Linked DNA regions of Gossypium arboreum: region 1 is linked to region 2. The links are chromatin contacts, called in public Hi-C maps. All regions are on one chromosome and are shown on one strand. Each heading gives the region's core, a stretch centred on a gene start, on an enhancer-like site or on the middle of the called end of the contact. The rest is flanking DNA. Distances are from core to core; before and after follow the strand shown. Region 1 holds the start of LOC108467755 (peptide chain release factor APG3, chloroplastic). Region 2 has its middle 43 kb from the start of LOC108468686.

Region 1 (5,447 bases), core at 1,474-3,973, 420 kb before region 2:
TCTGTTTTTCAATCATAATTTTTCAAGACTTAATTGCGAAAAACACATCGCTTTTTTGCTTCAGGAAGAATGCCCAAACTTTTTTGGAAAAATCATCAATAAAAATTAGCATATAATTAGCTCCACCTCTCAAAGGCACTTTGGATGGCCTCCACAAATCAGAATGAATATACTCCAACGTTCCCTTCGTGTTATGGATTCCTTTGGTGAATCGAACTCTCTTTTTCTTCCCAAAAACACAGTGCTCACAGAACTTTAGTTTGCAAATTCCTTGCCCATCAAGAAGTCCTCTTTTGCTCAATTCTGCCATGCCATTCTCACTCATATGCCTAGGCGCATATGCCAAAGTTTAGTAATATCATCATCAGACAAGGAAGAGGAAGCGACAACTGCATCACTAGTAACAGTAGAACCCTGCAAAACATATAACTTGGTAGTCTTTCTCTACCCTTTCATCACAACAAGGGAACCTTTGGAAATCTTTAAAACCCTACTTTCAGCTGTGTATCTGTACCCTTTTGAATCAAGAGTACTCAACGAAATTAAATTTCTCTTCAATTCTGGAACATGTTGTACGTTACTAAGTGTTCTAACAACTCCATCAAACATCTTAACTTTAATTGTTCCAAAACCTATGATTTTATATGAAGCATTATTTCCCATCAAAACAACACCTTCAGACACTGTTTCGTAAGTTGTAAACCAATCCCGATTGGGACTCACATGGAAGGTGCAGCCTGAATCAAGTATCCATTCCTAGCTTACTTTAGAATTATTGAAAAAAGCGACTAGAGGTTCACCATCGCTGTAGTCTTCTACAACATCAGCTTCACCAAAATTTGTTGGTTGTTTTCCCTTTTGATTCGTAGCCTCCTTTTTAATCTTGTTCTGTAGCTTATAGCACTCAGATTTAATGTGCCCTTTTTTCTTGCAGAAGTTATAATTTTACCACTATTTAAAGACTTCGATCTACCCTTAGGTTTACTGCGAGAATTTTGTTCCTGTGTCCTTCCATGATCATCATCAGCATTCCGATCTTGTCTCCCACGAACAATGAGACCCTCTCCCTGAGAGTCGGGTTTGACCACAAGATGCTTCATCTTATCATACGAGGTCAAAGAATCATAAACCTCACCAACTGTGAGAGACTCGTGGCTATATAAAATCGTGTCTCTAAAGGTTGAATAAAACGGAGGCAACGAACAAAGTAGAATCAACCCTAGATCTTCCTTATCATACTGAACCTCCATGGCCTCCAAGTTTAAGTGAATTTCTTTAAACATTGTTAAGTGTTCGTGTACAGCCACACCTTCCTCCAAACGATGAGCATAAAGATGCTGCTTCATATACAACTTGCTTGTTAGAGTTTTCGACGTACATATTTGTTCTAGCCTCTTCCATAATGTTGCGGCGGTTTTCTCCTTCATCACATCCTGCAAAATTTTGTTAGACAAATACAGATGTAATTGTGTTAACGCCTTTCAATCCTTACACTTCTTCTCTTCATCTGTTAATGTCGAAGACATTTTATCTATCCTTAGCAGGGCATCCTCTAGATCCATCTGCGCAAAAACTACTTGTATCTTAATATGCCACAACGCAAATCTGGTGTTGCAATCTAATAGCGGAATTTCATACTTCAAAGACATTATTACAGTGATCAAGATGAACTACCCGGAAGCTTTGATACCAATTTGAGAAAAAGAAAAGAAAATAAAATAAAATAAAGAACACACAGATTTTACGTGGAAACTCTTTTTGGAAAAAAACCACGGGTAAAGGAGAAAAAAATTCACTATGTCGAATTCGAATGATTACAAAAGGAATAGATTATGTCTATTTATATGCTTGTAAAACCATATTCTAGTAAGATTGAAACACCTTATTCTAATCAATATAAAATATATGAAGTTTAATAAGGTTTAAAAAACCTTATTCTAAAATAAAATAAAAAAAGTATAGTTCTATATGGATTTTACTTTTATTTTATTTTACCACTGTATTTTATTTAAATAAAGATTTGAGTCATTTAATTCTAACAACAATTAGCAAACTTCTACCCTTTACAGGCCATTACATTTAGGAACCCAACTCACCATGAATGAATAACAAAATATTATATCAATGGCCACATAAGCTGGTTTTCGGTGCTAACAACAACATAATTTGGTTTAGAGTTTGAAAAATAGCAATAATATTACAAATAAAAGCACTAAAAGCCATGTTTTTCTCTCCTCCCTCAATGCATCTTCCAATGTCTTCACTTTTTTCAGAAGACCCAACAACACAATTTGTGAACGGGGCGTCAATGGTGGATCAAACCAGGTGAAAAAATAACATGGTTTTTGAAACCCATTCCCAAACTTCTTACACCCCAAAACCTCCTACCTGGGTTGTCATTGGACCAAGACGTATTTAATTTGGTTGGGTTTTCACAATAGCACACTGATATCACGGTCGGCATCTCCATTTTTTCTCTTCTTCTTCTTTTTCTTTTACTGCTTCAACCCTAAATTGGTGCTAAATAGGCTATTTAAATTGGTGCTAACTAACCAGTTGGACGACTAATGACACCAATCAATTCGTCATTTGTCATGTTACTTTGCCGTTACGTCTGTAATAAAAAATGATTAAAAGTACTATTTTATTACTTTTCTAAAATTGAATGAGTGAAATAAAATTTAACTATTTTATCATGTAACCAAAGTTGGTTACTATTAATATAAATTAAAGTTGAGTTTCCGCTAAAGCCACCGTGTCTATTCCTTAGCCGCTCGGTCACAGCCCTTCAATTTCGCTTGCTCTCTCACATTTTATCCGCCATATCCATAGTTAATTCAAGCATAGTTCATCTCAAAGATACATTAGCAGCAACCGCAGCAATGAACTGCTTTGCAATGAGCTCCACAGCTCGATTATTCACTACCTTCAACGACTTTTCAGTTCGACGCGGTTTTACGCCTCAGTCAAGATGTTTGAGAGTGGCCAGACCTTGGCCTAGATCCAGAGCTTCGAGAATCGTTTGTATGGTGGTGCGTTCAACAAAAACTTCTTCTTTTTAATTTGATGAAAAGCAGAGCTGAGATTTCGATAAAATGAACTTCTTGTTGGTTATTGTTTTGGATTTTTTTTTTCTTGCAGGAGCCGTATCTGATAACGAAACTGGAATCTGCGGAGAAGACGTGGAAGGAATTATCGGTATAGTTCTTATTTTTTCTTTCTTTTGTAGGTAATAAGTTTCGATTATGTGAAAAAAAAGTGTTTTCAGTTGTATGTTAGTCAAAATTTTTGTCTATCCAAGGTTTCTCTACCTTAAGCATGAAAATATTGTTCTCTATGCCGTAAATAGTGTCTTAATTCAATTGTTTAGTAAGGTTTCTGTTTCTCTAAACAATGAGACTGTAGGTTAGGCTAGCTGATCCAGATGTTGTCTCGAATCCCACTGAATACCAAAAACTGGCTCAGTCTGTGTCGGAACTCGATGAGGTACTGGATTTCATTTTGCTTTCTTAGCTGGCTGCTGAGCTTTATCTCTTTCGTTGCTAATTGGCCTTTCCATTTATGTTCTATTTTCTTGGTGGATAGGTTGTATCAACATTCAGGAGATTTAAAGAATGTGAGAAGCAGTTAGAGGAGGCCAAAGGTAATTTTGACAATCATCATCATCTTGTTTAAAATGTTTTACTATAAGATAAAAGCTTGTGGATCCTTTTTTTCTTATTTTTACAGTAATTCTTTTTTCAGCTTTATCTGAAGAGGAGGGCACTGATGTAGATATGGCTGAGATGATAGCATCTGAAATCAGCTCTCTATCTGGTCAACTTAAAGAGCTTGAGGAGAAGCTTAAGGTTTTCTCCCAATGCCTTAAGTTTTATCTCACCATCTCTATAATTGTTTTCCATATCTAGGAGCCACTTTCCCACTGAATAACTTGTGTTCTATCGTCTACTTAGTCAAGTGTATGATTAGAAGTTTTAATCAGTTTTCTTTGCATTACGAAAAGTTTTATTGAGTTCCAACAATATGGAATGAGATTGATATTGATTGCATATTTTATATAATACTTTTCATTGATGAGCATTAACCAATATTGAGCCTTATTGTGGAATGTATCTTATTATTGCTGCTTATGTTATTTTTGGTTTTGCTCCCTCTATCTGGTCTCTCAAGCTACTATATTGCTTCTATGTGGGCAGGTGCTACTGCTTCCAAGTGATCCTCTTGATGCAAGAAATATAATGCTTGAAGGTATCTATATCATCTTAATCTTGTTGAGAAGATAATTTAGTAACTTGATTTGAAAACTTTCAGGCTGTAGCTTTGCTATCCTTCAAATATGTGCTGCATTTTGAGCAATAATTCATGTCAAAAATTAATTCCTCTTCAATGGATAGTTCTGTGTATTTAAGCGTTTGTCTGCATACAAGTTGTACTTTCCATGTCATATGGATTATAGTTTTAGATGCAGAGTCTAATGTAATTGCCTTCTTATTGCCACTTTAATGAACTATGCTTGTCTTCTTTCCAGTGAGGGCAGGTACTGGTGGTGATGAGGCTGGAATTTGGGCCGGTGATCTTGTAGGTACATGTTTCTTTATCCTTTCAGATTTATGGCTTGGAATCATGCCCTATCAGTACTTCAAATATTTTAAATCAGTCTAAAAACAGTTGTTAGCCTGACATAGAAGCAGAAAGAAAACATATAGAAAAAAATTTCTGGTGTTGCAACAAGAAACCATTTAATTTCTGTTTCTACTTGTTTTCAACACTACCAGTTTCATGGAACTAGGCTACATGATACATTTTGATTCTTGTTTTTGATTGATTTTCTGCTATATGTTCACTAGGGCTGGCTATAGTCACTTTAATTTACATCTTAAAGGACCTTCAATATTCTGTCTCATTACCCAGGTCAGAATGTATCAAAAGTACAGTGAAAGGAACTCCTGGAAATCCACCCTAATTTCCTGCTCTGAGGTATGTCTTATTGCAAGAATATCAAATGTACATATTTAACTAAAATCTTACTAAAATATGTGGGTACCATTGGCTACTAAATCTGTCCAATCATAACTGCTAGTTAATATGGACTTTAGTACTTACTGTGAAAAAGTTTTGGTTATAATTGTTTACAAGTATTACTAGCATAACACTTATAAATCTTGAAGAGCAACAAAAAAATCCATCCTATTGTTCTCAATGGCTGTCAAATTTCTGGTATTTTTAAAGGCTGAAAAAGGAGGATTCAAAACCTGTGTGATAGAGGTCAAAGGGAAATGTGTCTACAGCAAATTGAAATATGAATCAGGTGTTCACCGGGTTCAACGTGTTCCTCAAACAGAAACACAGGGTCGTGTGCACACGTCTACTGCAACTGTAGCCATCATGCCTGAGGTAGATTAAATTTCAGACCTGAATCATATTTGACTTGAGACATCTTGCGTGTG
Region 2 (5,706 bases), core at 2,364-4,863:
GATAAGACTGTTAAAACCGTTATGGAATATAGGCTAAATGGGCCTAGATGACGAAATTGGCTAAGTAGGGCCCATTAGGGTTTTAGGCCCAATAACTCGATTTCGCTAAAATGGGCCGTAATCACTTGTTTGCACCCATGGATTGTTAGTAATCGTTAATGAACATGGAAACCCTAATTTTTGGTAAAATTACGAGATTACCCTTATACCATGAAAATAACTGTTTTGCCTCTAGGTAAAATGACCATTATACCCCTAGGGTTTATGTATGATTTTAATACATGGGATTTTGATAAATATGGTATGTATGAGATGCACATGACATGTATGATATGCACATGATATGTATGATATGCACATGATGTAATCATAACGCATTGGGTTGGGTTTTTATATGGATGGAGGAAGTGAAAAGGGCTTATGCCCTGCTTATCAAAAGGGCTTATGCCCCGCTTATCAAAAGGGCTTATGCCCCAGCTTATAAAAGGGCTTATGCCCGATTATTGAAAGGGCTTTTGCCCGATTATTAAAAAGAGGCTAGGCCTCGGTTATATGATAAAGCACTATCTTGCCGTTGGAGAGTTTGGCGGGGTGGGTCGAGTTAATCCCCACATGGTGTGTTGGTTGGTACGGGTGGAGAGTAGCGGATGGTGGGTTGAGTAGTCTCCCAAATGGGTTGCATTCTTTCATTGAAATTATATGTGACATTGAAATGGGCCTAAGGGCCATACCGCTTTCTGAGAAAGGCTTCGACCCAAGAATATGAAATATGAAAAGGCTTCGCCCAAGAATATGAAATATGAAAAGGCTTCACCCAAGATTATGAAATATGAAATATGAAAAGGGCTACTGCCTAGTGCATGATTGAGATTGGATTTGGGCTTAGACCCAACAGTCGTTATTGTTTTGGGCTCGAAAGGGCTTGTTGCACATGAGTTTCCAAACTCACCCCCTTTCCTTAACCTTGCGGTGAGCCTTGATGTGGGGACTTGGGTAGGAGGGATTCAGTGGCCACGGTGATCATCTTTGGGCTTTTAAATAAGTGTTGGTTTTCATTTAATTTCCTTCAATTATTATTTATTTTTGGGTTGTAATAAGGCCAATTTTAACTTTCCTTTTATTTCTTTTGAATTATTTTAATTTTAATAACTTTAAAATTGGTTAATAATTATTCAAATGGGCTAGACTTAGGACGTGTTTTCAAAATGATACTTGTTTTCAAAATATCTCAACACCACGATTAATCGATTTATCAAAGACGTCCACTTAAACAAATTTAAACTCGATATAACCAAGTGTGGCTATGGTTGTGGGCATGTCTAGATTGGATCCAATTAAAGAGCTTGGTACTTAAGCGACCTTCATGGCTCACCTCCTCTGTCTCGGATACCTACACGGTGCCCACTTCCATACACTTTGTTAACTCAAATTAATGTATGGTTTTAAAACACTAAAACGGAACGTGGGTTTTCAACTCCAATGTGGCACGTCAGATTCGGCCATAACGTCTGGGCCGGGTTTGGGGTGTTACAATTTGGAACAAGAACAAACCTATTTTCGAGCATTACAGCAAAAACCATTTTGAGGAATGTAGGTTGAGAAAAGGATCCTGTTTCAAATGTGGTTTTTTCAATCATTTCCTAAAAGATTGTCCGAATAAAATCAAAACTGGTTCAGAACAAGTTACAAAATAGGTAGCAACTTCAAAAAGGGGTAGAAAGCCGTGATCAGATAGTAATGCTGGAGCTAGCTGTGGTGAAACCATGGATATGGCTACGAGCTTTGAAGCTCGTGTGCCGGCAAGAGCTTGTGCCATACGAGCTAAAGGGGGAGGCTACAACTCCTGATGTAATTTCTGGTACCTTTTTTCTTTCCGATGTTGCTATACATACTTTGATTGATCCTGGATCAACGTATTCATACATATGCACTGCATTTGTAACATAAAGAAATATGCTAGTAAAGCTGACTGATTATGATGTTAGAGTGTCAAACTCGATGGGTCATTATGTCATTGTTAATAGAATATATAAAGACTGGCATTAATAATTTGGGGCTGTAAATTTCCTGCCAACCTAATGTTATTACCATTTGAAAAGTTTGATATTATTCTCGACATGGATTGGTTCACCCTACACATTTCAATAGTCAACTGTAGATAGAAACAAATTATGTTGAAATATCAAAATGGTGAATTGATTAATGTTGATGCTGATAGATTGATTGTTCTACCAATATCATATCAGCAATATTTGCTTAAGAACTAATTAGAAAAAGTTGTGAAGCATATTTGGCTTACATTTTAGATACCAGAGTGTCGGGATCCAAGATAGAGCAATTACTGATAGTTAACGAATTCACTAATGCGTTTCTTGAAAAATTCTCGAGTTTACCGTCTGAGAGAGAAATTGAATTTGTTATTGAAGTAGCATTGTGAACTGCTCCGATATTTATTTCACCATATAGAATGACACCGAAAGAATTAAAGGCGTTGCGAGAATTGTTAGATCAGGGATTTATTCAACCAAGTGTGTTGCCTTAGTGTGCTCTGGTTTTGTTTGTGAAAAAGAAAGATGGAACTATGAAATTGCGCATTAATTACAGACAACTGAACAAAGTCACCATAAAGAATAAGTATTTGTTACCTTGTATAGATGATTTATCTGATCAGTTGAAGGGAGGTATCGTGTTTTCAAAGATTGTTCTCCGATCAGTCTACTATCAACTCAGAGTTAAAGAGCTAGATATGCCAAAGACTGCCTTTCAGACTCGATATGGACACCACAGGTTTCTAGTGATGTCATTTAAGTTGACCAATACCCTAGTCACTTTTATGAACCTGATGAATAAAAAATTTCAACTATACCTAGACAGATTTGTTATTGTATTTATTGATGATATTCTAATTTACTTAAAAGATGGTTTACCTTGTCCTCATCTATAGTTGTCTATGCTTGAGGATTAAGATATAATATTTCTATTCTCCTTTGTAGATGTACTTGTTAATTGTTTGTAACTTTTATTGGGAATATAATTTCCTTTCTTTTGAAAAAGAATTCAAATTTAGAATTTAAATATTGCCTTGCCAAAAAAAAAAAAAAAAGAGTCAATTAGTCAAATTTGAAATCCGTTGTTAAGCCAAATGTTTCTTCTCGTAATCTTTGTTAGTGAAATTGGCGCAGGGGTTATTACCAAAAAAAAAAAAAAAATTGGCGTAGGGACAAAGCGGAGCTCTGCTACTTTAGTTGATTCGTGTCCTTTAATTAACGAATCCATCGTTCAGTTAAATTAACGACCGGACCGGCCCACCCAACTGTGCTTTCTGCTTCGCCCAACACGACAATGTCGTAATTTGCTGTTCCGATAAACAATTCAATCTCTCAACTCTCTTTTTCTTTTACCTGTTCTCTGATTCTTAAACCTTTCATCATCGGCCCTTCATTCCTTTAATAATTACGTTTAGGTCATTCCATGCCCACTCTCGCAGCTAACCCTAAACCTAATTTCCTCCCCCCTACAGACCAGCCCAATCACGGCCTCGATCTTCCCCCTCATATGCAACGTAAGCCTTCCCACGACCCGAATCCGAACCCCACTCCGGCCACTAACTCTAATTTTGACGCCTCGCCCGAGGCGGTTCTTCCAGCCACGCCGCCGCCTTCACTTCTATACCTCTCTTTCAACCAGGACCACAGCTGCTTTGCCGCTGGCACCGACCATGGCTTCTGGATCTACAATTGCGATCCGTTCCGTGAGATCTTTCGCCGAGATTTCGATCACCGCGGCGGGGGCATTGGTGTTGTCGAGATGCTTTATAGGTGCTATATTTTGGCTCTCGTCGGCGGCGGACCCAACCCCCAATACCCGCCCAATAAGGTCATGATATGGGACGACAACCAGAACCGATGCATAGGCGAGGTTTCCTTTTCTTCTGAAGTGAGATCAGTTTGGCTTCGGAGGGACCGAATCGTCGTCGTTTTGGAACATAAAATTTTCGTCTACAATTTCGCGGATTTGAAGCTGCTTCACCAGATCGAGACCATCGCTAACCCGAAGGGTTTATGCGCGGTATCTCAAGGGGCCGGGTCGTTGGTCTTGGTTTGCCCCGGATTGCAAAAGGGGCAGGTTAGGATTGAACATTACGCCTGGAAAAGGACTAAGTTCAATTTGGCCCATGATTCAAGAATTGCGTGCTTCGCACTCTCGCAGGATGGGCAATTGCTTGCTACTGCAAGCACAAAGGGGACGCTTGTTCGTGTTTATAATACTGTTGATGGTAGCTTGCTGCAAGAGGTATGTGATTTGATACTGTTTACGCTTCTTTGTTGCTTTAATGATACAAATTTTGTCTAAATTGTGACGGGTTTAGTGGAAATTCTAATACATATGGTTAAATAAGTGACCATATTTTTATTTTTTATGGCTCTAAGGATCCATCTTTCTTATATGTATGCAGTGGATATGAGATGTTTGCACTTTTTCTGGGTAGCATTGAAAACACAAAATGATATAAATTTTCTGACAATATGGAAGTTTTTGTTGTATGTAAATAGGTAAGGAGGGGGAGCAGATAGAGCTGAAATTTATAGTTTGGCATTCTCTTCTAATGTCCAGTGGTTATCGGTTTCAAGTGATAAAGGAACCGTCCATGTGTTTGGCCTTAAGTTCAATGCTGGATCTCCGGGCAGCGTCAGGTCACAAAGTGCATCCGAGCCGCCCCATTCGTCTCTTTCTTTTATCAGAGGTAAAGTGTCCCCTCCTGCCATTAGATGCTGCAAACGGCCATGACTCTCTTTTATCTCTGAACTATGTTCTCTGCAAATGGAAGAAAAACATCATGACAATTGCTCTTTACCTCGTTTTTCTTTTTATCTCTGAGATTCGTATCACCTATGGCCTGGGAAACAACATTACGACTTTCAGTTGGATGATGAGTATGATCCTGCTGGGGAATTTGTAATCTAATTGTGCGTAACCAGCTTGTGTCAAACCTAGCTTCTAGTAAGTTGGCATTTAAGATTTTGTGAGTGTTGTGATAAGCATATGATCTGGCTTTCTACCTTGAGGAGAGTTATCCCAGTACTTGAGCCAGCAGAGAAACTAACACTTGAAGCTGAATGTGACAACTAACAAGATTGTCTCTAATATATATCTATGGCGCATTTGAGGCAATCCTTTTGGTTTTCGGGAATCAACTATTGTAAGCATCTATCTAAGCTACATTTCTGCTTGCAGGAGTGTTACCCAAGTATTTTAGTTCAGAGTGGTCAGTGGCTCAGTTCCGTCTGCTTGAAGGTTCTCAATACATTGTTGCTTTTGGTCACCAAAAGAATACTGTTGTCATTCTTGGCATCGATGGAAGGTAAGAAAAAGAAACTTAAACTGACAGAGATATCAAATCTTTGAAGCATGCTTTGATAAATTTCTCAATGACCTTCACATAAACTAACATTTATGTAGCTTTGGTAGTATTTTATGACTTGAGGCGTTTGAAGCTTGCTTTGGTAAATTTCTCAATGACCTTCACAAACTAGCTCTTCACTTGTTTGCTGCAACTTCTTTTCCTTTTTGGTTTTTGGTGAAGGAGAGATAATAAAAAGGTTAACTACAATACCACGGGTATTCTTGAGACCATTCTGAAGGATTGGGGATGCTCTCATAATAATCTTAAATGGCCTTTAAGATTCCTTTGTGAGATTGGTAATA

Evidence for each region. A called contact is a pair of places that touch in the nucleus more often than the background predicts.
Region 1: a Hi-C map of leaf shows a contact between it and region 2, with 1.8 times the contacts expected there. The contact joins the promoter of LOC108467755 here to the enhancer-like site in region 2. A contact is called at or near these places in 2 of 5 Hi-C or Micro-C datasets (both in leaf).

The regions. Positions count from the first base shown.
Region 1 is chr8:35,653,980-35,659,426 of ASM2569848v2, reverse strand. It overlaps LOC108467755 (peptide chain release factor APG3, chloroplastic), which reads left to right and starts at 2,723. Exons shown (of 15, transcript XM_053018420.1): 1 at 2,723-3,032; 2 at 3,142-3,198; 3 at 3,406-3,486; 4 at 3,586-3,643; 5 at 3,730-3,848; 6 at 4,197-4,248; 7 at 4,529-4,578; 8 at 4,912-4,977; 9 at 5,230-5,394. The coding sequence starts at 2,883.
Region 2 is chr8:35,230,633-35,236,338 of ASM2569848v2, reverse strand. It overlaps the pseudogene LOC108467482. Among protein-coding and RNA genes, the nearest start is that of LOC108468686, 43 kb to the left of the region's middle. Within about 2 kb of position 3,613, at least 2 of the 2 cell types and tissues checked have an H3K27ac peak or open chromatin away from gene starts, as enhancers often do. A contact at or near this core is called in leaf, where this site is marked.